2 separate regions of the Ovis aries genome follow, and region 1 is linked to region 2. A link is a contact called in public Hi-C data. All regions are on one chromosome and are shown on one strand. The core of a region is the stretch at or near the end of the contact, and the rest is flanking DNA. Distances in the headings are between cores, read along the strand shown.

Region 1 (5,492 bases), core at 1,115-3,614, 250 kb before region 2:
TGCTCTGGGCAGTTCCAGCAGCTGGGACAGCCAGTCCTTTCTTGAAGGGGGTCTGGGTGGCACATCTCAGAGGCCACCACAGTGTTTGCAGAACTGGCATGGTTGATGGGGTGGGTTCCTGAGGACATGCAGGAGGGCAGGGTCAGAGCACAGAGGGAAGAATCAACCTCGGACACAGGGAGGGGGCATCTCTGCTTAATGAGGGGGAGAAGGAGGTAAGAATGAGGCCACCGGAAGGTATGGGTTTGAGTAGAGGGACAAGGCCTTGGGGAAATTGAGCCTGACAACCTCGATTTTCTTTCTAAATGCAGAAGCTGGGTTATGTGGTGAACTTGGGCTTGGTGGGGTTAGGGCTTGAGGGGAAGCGTCCTCGAGGCAAATGAGAGGGTGCAATCCTGGGGCCCGCAGGGCAGCGTGTTAGGGACAGCTGCTGATGGGGTGGTTAGAGGTTGTAAGCCTGCCTGCTGGGTCATGTGACTTCCCTGGTGGTTATCTGAGCCCAGTGGGAAGAACAGAGAGGAGCACAATCCCACCTGTGCTGGGGCTGGACTGGGGAGGAGGCAGGGAACAGGGGGTTAGCTAGTTGCCTTAGGTTCTCAGACAGCTCTTCAGGATTCTTTAGAGAGAGAAACTCTTGATTTGAAAATGGCGTTTGTCTTCTAAGGGGACAAGGCATTAAGAGGGTATTAGGAGTTAATGTGGGGTGACATCACCTGCTGTGTCAGTCCAGTTTGTTGACTTATTTTTTCATGGATCACACTTCTGGTATTTTGTTGTGAAATCTTGGTCTGATAAAAGGTCACAGACTTTCCCCTATGTCTTCTGCAAGTCCGACAGCTTTAGGTTTCCCATTTACGTCTCTGAACCATTTTGACTTCACTTTGTGTATGATGTAATGTATAAATTGAAGTTCATTATTAATTAAGGAAGTGCAAATTAAACTTACATTGAGATACTCCTTAGGATGGCTAAACGAAACAGACTGGGACATACAGTGCACAGTCACTGTGGAAACAGTCTGTCAGGTTCTCAAGAAGTCACACACGGTACAACCATTCTGCTCCAGGTCTTTAACTACGAGAAATGAAAGCACATGTTCACACAGAGACTTACTTGTTCACACGTGTTTGCAGCAGCTTAACTGCAGCATCCCCAAACTGAAAACTGCCCAAGTGGACACCACCGCATGGCCGCTAAACACACAGCGATGTGTCCAGCCAGCGGAACCCGGATCATCACTGACTCGTAACAGCCTGCGTGAATCTCAAAATAACTGTGAGGAGAGAAACGGCAGACAAAACACTGTATACACTGTACGTTCCATTTACATAAAACTCTAGAAAATGCAAACTGCTCTGTGACTGAGTGCAGCGCAGCGTCCCGGGTGGGGGTCAGGAAGCGCTCCCAGGGGCTTGAGGAAGCCTCTGGGGGTGATGGACATGCACCCTCTTGATTGTGGTGATGATTTTATGAGTTACACGCGTTACAGCTTCAGTTTGTAGACTTTGATCAGTGCAGTTATTGTAGTTTCTTAATAAAGCTGTTAATCTATTATAATATTGACCTGAAAATTATAGATTGAATCATTAATTAGCGAACAGAGCAAGCTTTTTAACAATACTTACTTTCTTAACTGTCAGTTCAATTTAGACCTGTTAGGGATTTAAAAGGAAGAACTGATATCTCTATCCTTAAGCCCAAGTTAGTTGTAACAGAATCTGACAAGAATGGGCGCTCTGTGCTTTTTACTACAAAGACACTCTCTCAACACACTGCAGGGTCCCTGTGTCAACTCTAAGGGTGCCAGAGTGACTCAAGTCAAGCTCCCCAGCAGGGCTGACAGTGGCCCCCGTCCCCGTCTCTGAGGCAGATGGGGAGACTGAGTCTCGGGCTGAACCGTTAGCCGAGGCCCACGCTTGTACAGGGGTCAGCTCTGCTGTCTCGGACCAAAGGCGCGTCAGCCCACGCCCCTAACTCAGTCCACGCCCCTAACTCAGTCCACGCAGCTCTCCTTTTGAGAGCTCCTGCAACATCGCTGCCATTCTCATGGGCCTCCTGCAGCTACGGGGCTGCTGGCAGCAGGAGGGTTTTAGAAAGTGTAATCCAGCTCGCGGGACACAGGCGGCAGCGCTGAGCGCTCGTGGCACCGAGTAAACAGCGCGAGATCATGCGTCTATACCCGGGAAGGTGCTCCTGCGAGTCTACACTGCGCCCAATGAAGACGCCTGCCCGCCCCGCCCCCTCCCGGGCCCGCCCCGCCCCCTCCCGGGCCCGCCCCGCCCCCTCCCGGGCCCGCCCCGCCCCCTCCCGGGCCCGCCCCTCAACTTCCCACCCAGGCCCCGCCTTCCCGGAAGGCCCCGCCCACTCGGCCTTTCGGCGCTCTCCTGCTGGCGTCTGGTGGCGGCGGGCGGGTTGGCGCGGCCGGGCTCCGTGCGGATGGAGCGGCCGGCGGCTGCCGCCGGCGGGGACGTGTCCCTGCACAACTTCAGCGCGCGGCTGTGGGAGCAGCTTGTCCACTTCCACGTGATGCGGCTGACGGACTCGCTCTTCCTCTGGGTGGGGGCCACGCCGCACCTGCGCAACCTCGCCGTGGCCATGTGCACGCGCTACGTGAGTGCGGCGGGGGGCGGGGAGGGGCGGGGAGGGGAGGGGGCGGAGGCAGGGGGAGGGGGCGGAGGCAGGGGGAGGGGGCGGAGGCAGGGGGAGGGGCGCTGGGGTCCCGGCGGGGCGGGTGGGGGAGGGGCCGGGGGCTGCGCCGCCCGCCGCGGGGCTCTGTCCCTCCGCACGGCTGGTTCCCTCCACCCCGCGTCTCTGGTTGGAGTGTCAGGGCCCCCGTGGGACCTCTGCTGTCCGCTCTCACCCTCCCTGGGCCGGGGGTGGCGTGTCCCCCCGGTTTTCTGCCGGCTCCCCGCTGACCGCGTTTGCTTACATCTCCCGCACGGACCTCTCTCCCGCCCTTTCCCTCCGCCGTCCCATCGGGCTGTAACTGGTGTCCCACTGGGCGCTCCAGACCCCAGGCCGCCCCTCCCGCAGAATCCGGCCACTTCTCACCTCCCTCACCTGTCACCTGGGCCCCACGCCATCGCTGCCGTCGGCCGAGGTCCCCTTTGCCACCGTGTGTCAGAGCTGCTGTAACCAAGGGCCGCAGCCCGGGGAGCTTGAGAACAGCAGAGAAGGCGGAATCGAGGCGTCAGCGGGCTGCTTCCTCCCGCTTCTGGGCTTGCAGCGCTGCTCCCACCTTGCGGCGCTGCTCCCACCTTGCGGCGCTGTTCCCACCTTGCGGCCCCTGGTCTGGCAGCCTCATCACCCCAGTCCTGCTCCAGTGTCCCAGGCCTCCTCTGTGCATCTGTCTCTCCCCTTCTTCCTAAGACACCAGTCCTGTTAGAGGAAGAGTCCACCTCCCCTTGCTTACATCTCAACTACATCTGCAGAGACCCTGTGTCCAAATAAAGTCACCTTCGCAGGTGCTGGGGTCAGGACGCTAGGACCTGGACACTCCTCTTGCAGGCCTGGCTTAGCCTGGCACTGACAGCATCAGCGCTGTTGTCCCTCCGCTCAGACCCCCAAGAGTTCAGAGCCTGCATGGACCTCCAGGCCCCATCACGGCTGCGGTGCCCCCGCCCCTCTGACTTTGCACCCACTTGCCCCTCTGGGCTGCTCCAGCCCTTCCCTGGGCAGGCCTGTCTGCTGCTGGGAGAGGACACAGGCCCACTGCAGGGGGAGGCTGGTCTGTGGCAGGAAGGGGGGCCCAGGTGATCCAGGAGCGCTGGACCTCGCAGAGGAACCAGTATCGCTCTGTTTTCCTTGCAGGACTCCATCCCCCTGTCCACTGCCCTCCTCGGGGACACGTCTGACACCATGTCCACCGGCCTCGCCCAGCGCTTAGGTAAGTTCTTCAGCTCAGCTGCCGGAGCGCCCAGGTGGGGACCTCGCTGTTCAGTGGAGTGGGGAGGTGAGTCAGCGTAGGAGGAACGGTCTCCGTCTGGGAGGTGACCCCCCTGGTTGCTGCAGGAAGCCCAGGCCTTGAGCACAGGTCTCAGGAGGTGGTGCCAGCACCCTCTCCAGGGGCCTGCTCCCCACCCGCTCCGATGGCCTTGGTTGCCTCCGAGCCGATGAGTGACAGGTGATTTTGCTCCTCGTTCTCATGGGAGGCGAGGGTGAGGGATGCCCACGGTGCCCAGTGGCAGCGGCTCCAGGTAGCATCCACTGCACGTGATGCTGCTCAGAGCTCGAAGGGAGAGGGCCTGGCGAGGTTTGGGGGCTCCAGCCTCCACTGTACCCAGAGCACACGTCCTGCAGATGCCTCGCTGGTCCAGGTGAGGATGCCCGTGCCTGGTGGTCCCTGGTGCTTGGGAACCTCAGTGGGTAGAGCAGCCTCGCCCCCGTCTGGCCTGAGTGTCCCGGCCACGTGTGGAGCCCAGTGCCTGCCGGGGTGTGGCGATGGGACCCCTGCCATGGTTTTGAGGCGCTTACCTGTGGCTGTGTTCACAGATCTGTCAGCCTGGTCCCTGGGGAGTGGGCATGTCTGTGCCGGTCGCTCTGGGACGCCCCACAGTCACATGCAGCCCAGGGAATGGCAGCTTTCTAGGGGCGGGGTTGTCACAGCGCCCACAGGCCGCACCAGACGGGGTGGAGACCACAGGGCCAGCGGCCGCGTCTCAGGACCATCCACCACACTTGAGCTTTAGTCTCAAGGTATAGGAACCCGAGTAGTACGTTATCTTGGTGACCTCTTAACAGGAAGCAGTTCTGAATCCACAGATAACCAGCAGGAAGAATAGGAAAGCTTCCTGTTTCGCCTTCGTCTGGTTCCCAGGTGCTGCTCTTCCTTCTCTGCCTTCGCCAGAGTTGCTAGTTTTCAGTGGAAATGGGTTGGAACCCTGATGCCCTTTTGCTTCACTGTGTGTGCCTGCGTTTCAGGGTAACACCATCCCCCGCAGCAGCCAGACCTCCGTTTGCTGGGCCTGGTGGAGGAGGGCGGGAGCCTGCCTGCGTGTGGAGCTCGGACTGGGGGGTCCCCGAGTGTGGACAGAGTCCGGGAGTGGAGGCAGTGGGAGCTCGTTTGAGGAGACACGAATGAGCTGGCTCCCAGTGTCCTGGGGGTGAGGCAATCTGTGAGCGTAAACTGGGGCTCTTTTAATCTTTTTTTTTGCATTTTGTGCAAATGTTGGGGTTTTTTTAAATTAGCATTTTTCTTTCACGTGGTTTACATCAGTTTACAAACAATGTAATCTGAAACAGAATACAGACATCCTCTGTAACTTAGGTCAGATGTGATGGAGGCGCCTACCTACCGATATCCACAAACCTGGCAGCCATTGGCCACCACCCAGCAGGGATAGGCATGCGTGGTGAGATGCCAGCCCACTGCCCAGCAGGGTCAGACGCATGTGGTGAGATGCCAGCGCCCCCCGGGGCAGGTGACATGCTTGCTGAGATCGTGGCCGGCCGGCCTGGGACGCCCTGCTTGTTGTCCTTTGGAGCTGGGGTCT
Region 2 (5,672 bases), core at 175-2,674:
CCCCGAAGGTGCCCCTGGGCTGCGTTTACAGGACGGTGCCCGCCTGCTCAGCGGGGCAGGTAGTCCCGCTTGTGGGGTGGTGAGGGGGCCCAGCCTTCCAGCCTCAACTTCAGCCTGGGCTCCTTCTCCTCCAGCCTCCTCTCCGCGGCCCACGGGCTGGCCCTGGAGGCCGCGGAGAGGAAACGGGAAGCCACCCAGTCCCCGCGAGCCAGGAAAAGTCACAAGGCCTGGAGGAGGCGGCCCGGTTCATCAAACCCAAGGCGGACCCACCCCAGCGGCCCCTCCCGGGGAGAGACAGAGGCCGCGTGGCACCTCGCACTCGAGCTGTCGGCCACCCGGCCACCGGGGACAGGGGAAGCGGCCCCGCGGGGTAGGGGGTGCCGCCAGACAGGGCGCGCCCCCCGCGGGACGCTTTCCTTAACTCTCCCCAAGGCTCTCGCAGCCCCTCCGGCCGCGGTCGCAGGGGCTGGCCGGTGGCTCGCCCGTCCCGCCTGCCTCGGCCCGCACGCAGACTGCCGCCCGCCCGCCAGTGCTCTTCACCGTTCGGGGGCGGGCGGAGGTCTGAGGATCCCTGTTCCGTGCCGGGGCCGTAGGGCGGCCATCCCGGCTTAACAAGCGCCCCTGCAAGCCCGCCCTCGCACTTTACACGAGCCCACTCCTGCCTCCCAGACCTCGAGGCCCTCGGTCCCCGAGCCCCCCGACACCCCCAGTCCCCCAGCCCCCCAGGCCGGGCCCGCGCCCACCTTGGCGCAGCGGCGCGCGCGCCAGCTCCGGCCGGTCCTCCGGGAAGGCGTCGCGGAGGCGCTGCCACAGGCGGCCCAGGTCGGCCAGGCTGCGGTGCAGATAGAGCACGCTGCGGTCCGACCACTCGGTGCGGATCTCGAAGAACTCCTCCTCGTCGCCGCGCCGGCTGACGACAAGCCGGCGGATGCCGTTCACCCAGCAGCCGCGCACGAACATGTTCACGAGCGACGTGCCCTCAAACACCGCCGAGGCCATGCCGCGGGCCGCGCATCCCCGGCCGGCAGGGGCACGCCCGCCCGGGCCGGGGTCCACCCGCGGCCGGGGTCCGCGCGGGGTCCGTCCGGGGCCGGGAGCCGTCTGCAGCCGGGATCTATTCCGGGCCAAGGTCTGTCCGGGGTCCTCCTGCGGCTGGAGTCTATCCGGGGCCGGGGTCCGTCCGAGGTCTGTCCAGAGTCGGAGAGATCCGGGATCTGTCCGGGGTCCGCCCGCGGCCGGGAGCCGTCTGCAGCCGGGATCTATCCCGGGTCGGGGTCCGTCTGAGGTCTGTCCAGAGTTGGAGCGATCCGGGGTTTCTCCGGGGTCCGGGTTCGCCCGAGGCCGGGGACGGGCCGAGGTCCTCCCGTAACCTGTCCGGAGGCCGGCTCGGTAGGGGCCCGCCCGGGGCCGGGGGCCGCGCGCTCTCGGGGGTGGCGCGGCCACAGGCTTATAAGGCGCTTCCCATCGCGGGCGGCGCGGTCCCGACGTCGAGGCCGAGGGCGCCTCCGCCGTCCCCGCCTCCGGGCGGAGGGGTGGCCTGGCCGCCGCGCCCCGCGCCGCCTCCGGAGCCCGCGCCGCTGGGGCCGCGGGTCCCCAGGCCGCGGGGCGGAGCGGAAACCCGAGCGCCGGCCCCGCCTCCGCGCCCCGCCCGCCCGCCACCCCCCTCCCCGGCCCTAGCCGCCGGCCCGGCCCGGAAGAGCCTGGGCCGGGCCCCGGGTGGCGACTGCTCTCGGCTCGTTTCTCCATCTTGGGAAACCCTCGGGTCAGGGGGCTACGCGCCCCACCCGACCTGCGGGAGCGGAAGCTGAACTTACGCGCGGAGGGGCGCACCGCTCCGGGGACCCGGCGCCGGGACTGTCTCGCTGGTTCCCGCCGCCCGCACGTCCTCCCCGGGCCGGGCCCGAGGCCGGAGCCGCCCGCCCCGCGTCCCCCGCGCATTCCAGCCGCGCCACTGCCCGGGCGCGGCAGGGGACAGACGACGCGGCGGGCCCGCGCCGGCGCCCAGGGCCCCCACCCCCGGACGGAGAGGGAACCGCTGCTCAGAAGCGGGCCGGGCCGGCGGTGGGAGAGGGCCCCAGGGAAGAGCGGCCCCGCCTGCGCGGGGCGCGTGCTGAGCCGAGGGGTTTCGAGAGTGGCCCCGGGGCAGCTGCCGGGGCAGAACCGGGGGTCGCAGCCGCTCGCTCCGCAGGATGGTCCTCACTGGGAGGTAACTTCAAGCCAGAGTTCAAGACTCGGAAGTTAGTTCAGGCGTTGGAACTCGATTGCAGAGTGTCTTGGGCGACCTCACGTCGCCCGAGGCGGGGTGGACAGACCCAGGGCGAGGCCCTTCAGCGCTTGGCACTTATAGAAGGTCTGAAGAAGCTCGGCAGAAACTGTGGGCACCGAAGGCCGGTTGTCGGTCGCGTGACGCAACTTGTCCGAGGGGTGTGTACCCCCCACCCCCAACACACCCCCAACACACCCTTACACACAATCACCGACTCCAAGTTTTGCTCAGCCGGCCCCAGTGACTGGCCCATATCAGATCGTCAGCTTTCATCCAAGTTTTCATCCAAGTTTATCTTCACCTCCTGTTTGCCTTGTGAGCTGAGAAGAGAAGGTGTTTTCCACAGGCTGGCGACCCCCTAAAGTGGCAGCCGCCCATCCGTGCTGGTGACTGAGGGGCTGGCCGCTGAGTCCTGGTGACTGAGGGGCTGGCCGCTGAGTCCTGGTGACTGAGAGGCTGACCATGGGGTCTGCAAGAGGTCCCAGAGGGTGGAGGTGGGAGGCTGGGCCGAGTATCCCCCCCACCGCCACAAAGCCCCACTGAGGCCTCCCGCCGCTGTGCCCTTTCCCGCTCTGCTGCTGGGCCGGGCAGCCTCTCTGCCACCAGAGCGCAGGAGCTTTTAGGAAGTCAAGTCACCCAGTCACAGCCGACTCTTTGCAGCTTCTCTAGCCAAGAGTACTGGAGTGGGGTGCCATTTCTTTCTCCACGAGATCTTCCAGGCCCAGGCACTGAACCTGAGTCTCCCACATTGCGGGCAGACTCTTTACCCTCTGAGCCACCAAGGAAGCCCAGGAGCTTTTATGCATCCAGCCAAATCTTTCCTGGGAGCAATCAGGTCTTGGTTTCCCTGTTGCCTAGGAGATCTAACTTCGCGAGGCAGCCCTTCAGCTGTGCCAGACACTCTGGTCACTGAAGAGAAGGAAGCATTTTCCTGTCAGCGATGTTTGTTTAAAGAGACCTGGAACTAGAGAATAAAAATAGCAACTGCCCAGAACTTACTAATCATTACAGAAATTCTGAGTAAAGCACAGTGAGCTGCCACTTTTTAATCCATTGTTTTGATACAGATTTTTAAAAATCTATTAAGAAAAATTATCCAAAATCTGAAAATGAGACCAGAAAAACAGTGATCCTTCCAATGTCCTATCAAAGGATATTTTTCAAGCCCAAGGATTACTTCCTTTTCTAGTTGAATGTACTGTTGTCTGACGCTGCGGTTTACTATTAATGAAAGGCATACCAACCTGCAGATTCGTGCACAGAAGAGATGCAAATAATTTTTGTCCCAAAGTAGAGTTAACGTCAAAGGTTATAATGTACTGCCCTATAAGACACTGACCATTTTTATATCTAGCCTTGCAATCTTACTTTAATATAATCTGACTCTACAAATCCATTTCCACAAATGGTCTTTGAATCAGCTTTTTCATCTTATAAACGTCCTCAAAAATTAATGAGGTGAATAAGCTTTTGGCTCCTGTGCATGCCATATTTGTAGAAAGATATGAGAGTCGTGTTTAACTTGGAAACTTATACTTGGGAAAGTCTGACAAGAATGGGAGTTTTTGCCAGGTTATGGAGAGATATGTACCCTCTTTGAGTACTGATTTGGAGCAGCTCCTTTGGAAAGGGCTCTTTGGAAGGCAGTTTGGCAATTGTTAAAACTGAAGACAGTGCAGTGCTGATGATCCAACAGGTCCTCTTTTAGAGTCAATCCAGAGAAACATTCCCACATGAGCACTAAGGGAAATGTGCCGTGGTTGCCGCGGTGAGAACGTGGAATGACCTTCCACCACATACAGTGGTAGGTGCGTGTGGAGAACACTATGCAGCCGCAGAAAATGCGTCGGTCCTAAAGGTAGGGCCTGTGATTTGCTCTTTAGTCTCTCGGTTGTGTCTGACGCTTTGCAACCCCATGGACTGTAGCCCCCACCCCACCCCAGGCTCTTCTCCATGGGATTCTCCAGGAAAGAATACTGGAGTGGGTTGCCATAGCCTCCTCCAGGGGATCTTCCCGACTCAGGGATCGAACCTGCGTCTCCTGCACTGGGAAGCAGATTCTTTACTGCTAAGCCACCAGGGGAAGCCCCGGAAGCCACGTCAATGGAAAAACTATAGGTGGAAATGGCTGGTGGGTACAGCATGGTGCTATCAACAGTCACAACAAATTTTTTGGCCAACCTAATAAACAGCCGGAGTGCACCCAGTGCTTGACTCCAAAAAGTGGGATGAGGTCCTAGCGAGGTAACAGAAAAAGCCTGAGAAGAAAACCTCACTGGGACCTCATCCCTCTTTGCAGAGTCAAGCACTGGTCCAGCCCAGCCGCCAAGTCCGGTGTGCCGTCTCATTGCTCACCTGGGCCCTCGGTCTGGATTTGCCTTTCCAGGTATCAAGTGAAAGTCTTTCTGTCGTGTCCAGTGCTTTGCAGCCCCACGAACTATACAGTCCTTGGAATTCTCCAGGCCAGAATACTGGAGTGGGTAGCCGTTCCCTTCCTCAGGGAGTCTTCCCAACCCAGGGATCGAACCCAGGTCTCCCGCATTGCAGGCGGATTCTTTACCTTCTTAGCCACCAGGGAAGCCCAAGAATTGAACACGAAAATGTAAGAAGCCCACGTCTGTGAGGCCAGCTGGGTGGTAAAGGGCAGAAAGTGTGCTGTCAGACCTCCGAGGACCCATGTTATATAAACGTCAGGAGCAGCCACAGAGGAGGTGGGGTGGTTTCAGGTTGTGAATCAGGCTGATTGGGTAGCTGGGCGCCTGGGGCTAAATAATACACGTGAAGCAGAAACAAAGAGCAGCTCTCTGGGTCACCTGCTGGGCTGCCAAGGCAGCTAGAATTGCACAGGTGTGTCTGAGGAGCCCTGGTTGTAGGCAAGCGCTTGGGAAACCAGACACTTTAATCTGATTCTTAAGACGGAAAAACAAGAGTAAAAGACTGCATGAAATTCAAGTCCTTTACCCTCGAGGGGAGGATCGCTTCTCCGTTTATTTTTCTTCAGTGGTGGTTTTGTTTGGGTTTAGATTATTTTGTTAAGCTCTATCCTTTCCCAAACCCTGGCAGTTAAGAAAGAGCAAAGCCTGGTGGTCCCTCCCGGCCTGCATCAGACAGCACGGTGGGGAGCTGGGGGCTCCAGCCAGGAAGGGAGACGGGGTCGGGGAGGCCCTCCTGGCCCCAGAAGGACCCTAGCCCCACTGGTTCCACCGTTTGTCACCCCTCCCACCTCCGCCACATGCAAAATTGGAGCTAGAGCGGTTTTCATCACTGCCTGTGCTTGCGATGAGTTGCGTAAACTAGTTACGGGGACATCATTATTTTTGTCAGAGAAGGCAATGGCACCCCACTCCAGTACTCTTGCCTGGAAAATCCCATGGACGGGGGAGCCTGGAAAGCTGCAGTCCATGGG

Evidence for each region. Hi-C and Micro-C count contacts between places; a contact is called where the count stands out from the background.
Region 1: a contact with region 2 is called in a Hi-C map of skin fibroblasts, with 5 times the contacts expected there. The contact joins the promoter of PSMG4 here to the promoter of PXDC1 in region 2. A contact is called at or near these places in 2 of 16 Hi-C or Micro-C datasets (skin fibroblasts and tail adipose tissue).

The regions. Positions count from the first base shown.
Region 1 is chr20:49,582,776-49,588,267 of ARS-UI_Ramb_v3.0, reverse strand. It overlaps PSMG4 (proteasome assembly chaperone 4), which reads left to right and starts at 2,364. Exons shown (of 3, transcript XM_015105278.4): 1 at 2,364-2,610; 2 at 3,811-3,886. The coding sequence starts at 2,437.
Region 2 is chr20:49,330,426-49,336,097 of ARS-UI_Ramb_v3.0, reverse strand. It overlaps PXDC1 (PX domain containing 1), which reads right to left and starts at 1,424. Exons shown (of 5, transcript XM_027958671.3): 1 at 744-1,424. The coding sequence starts at 999.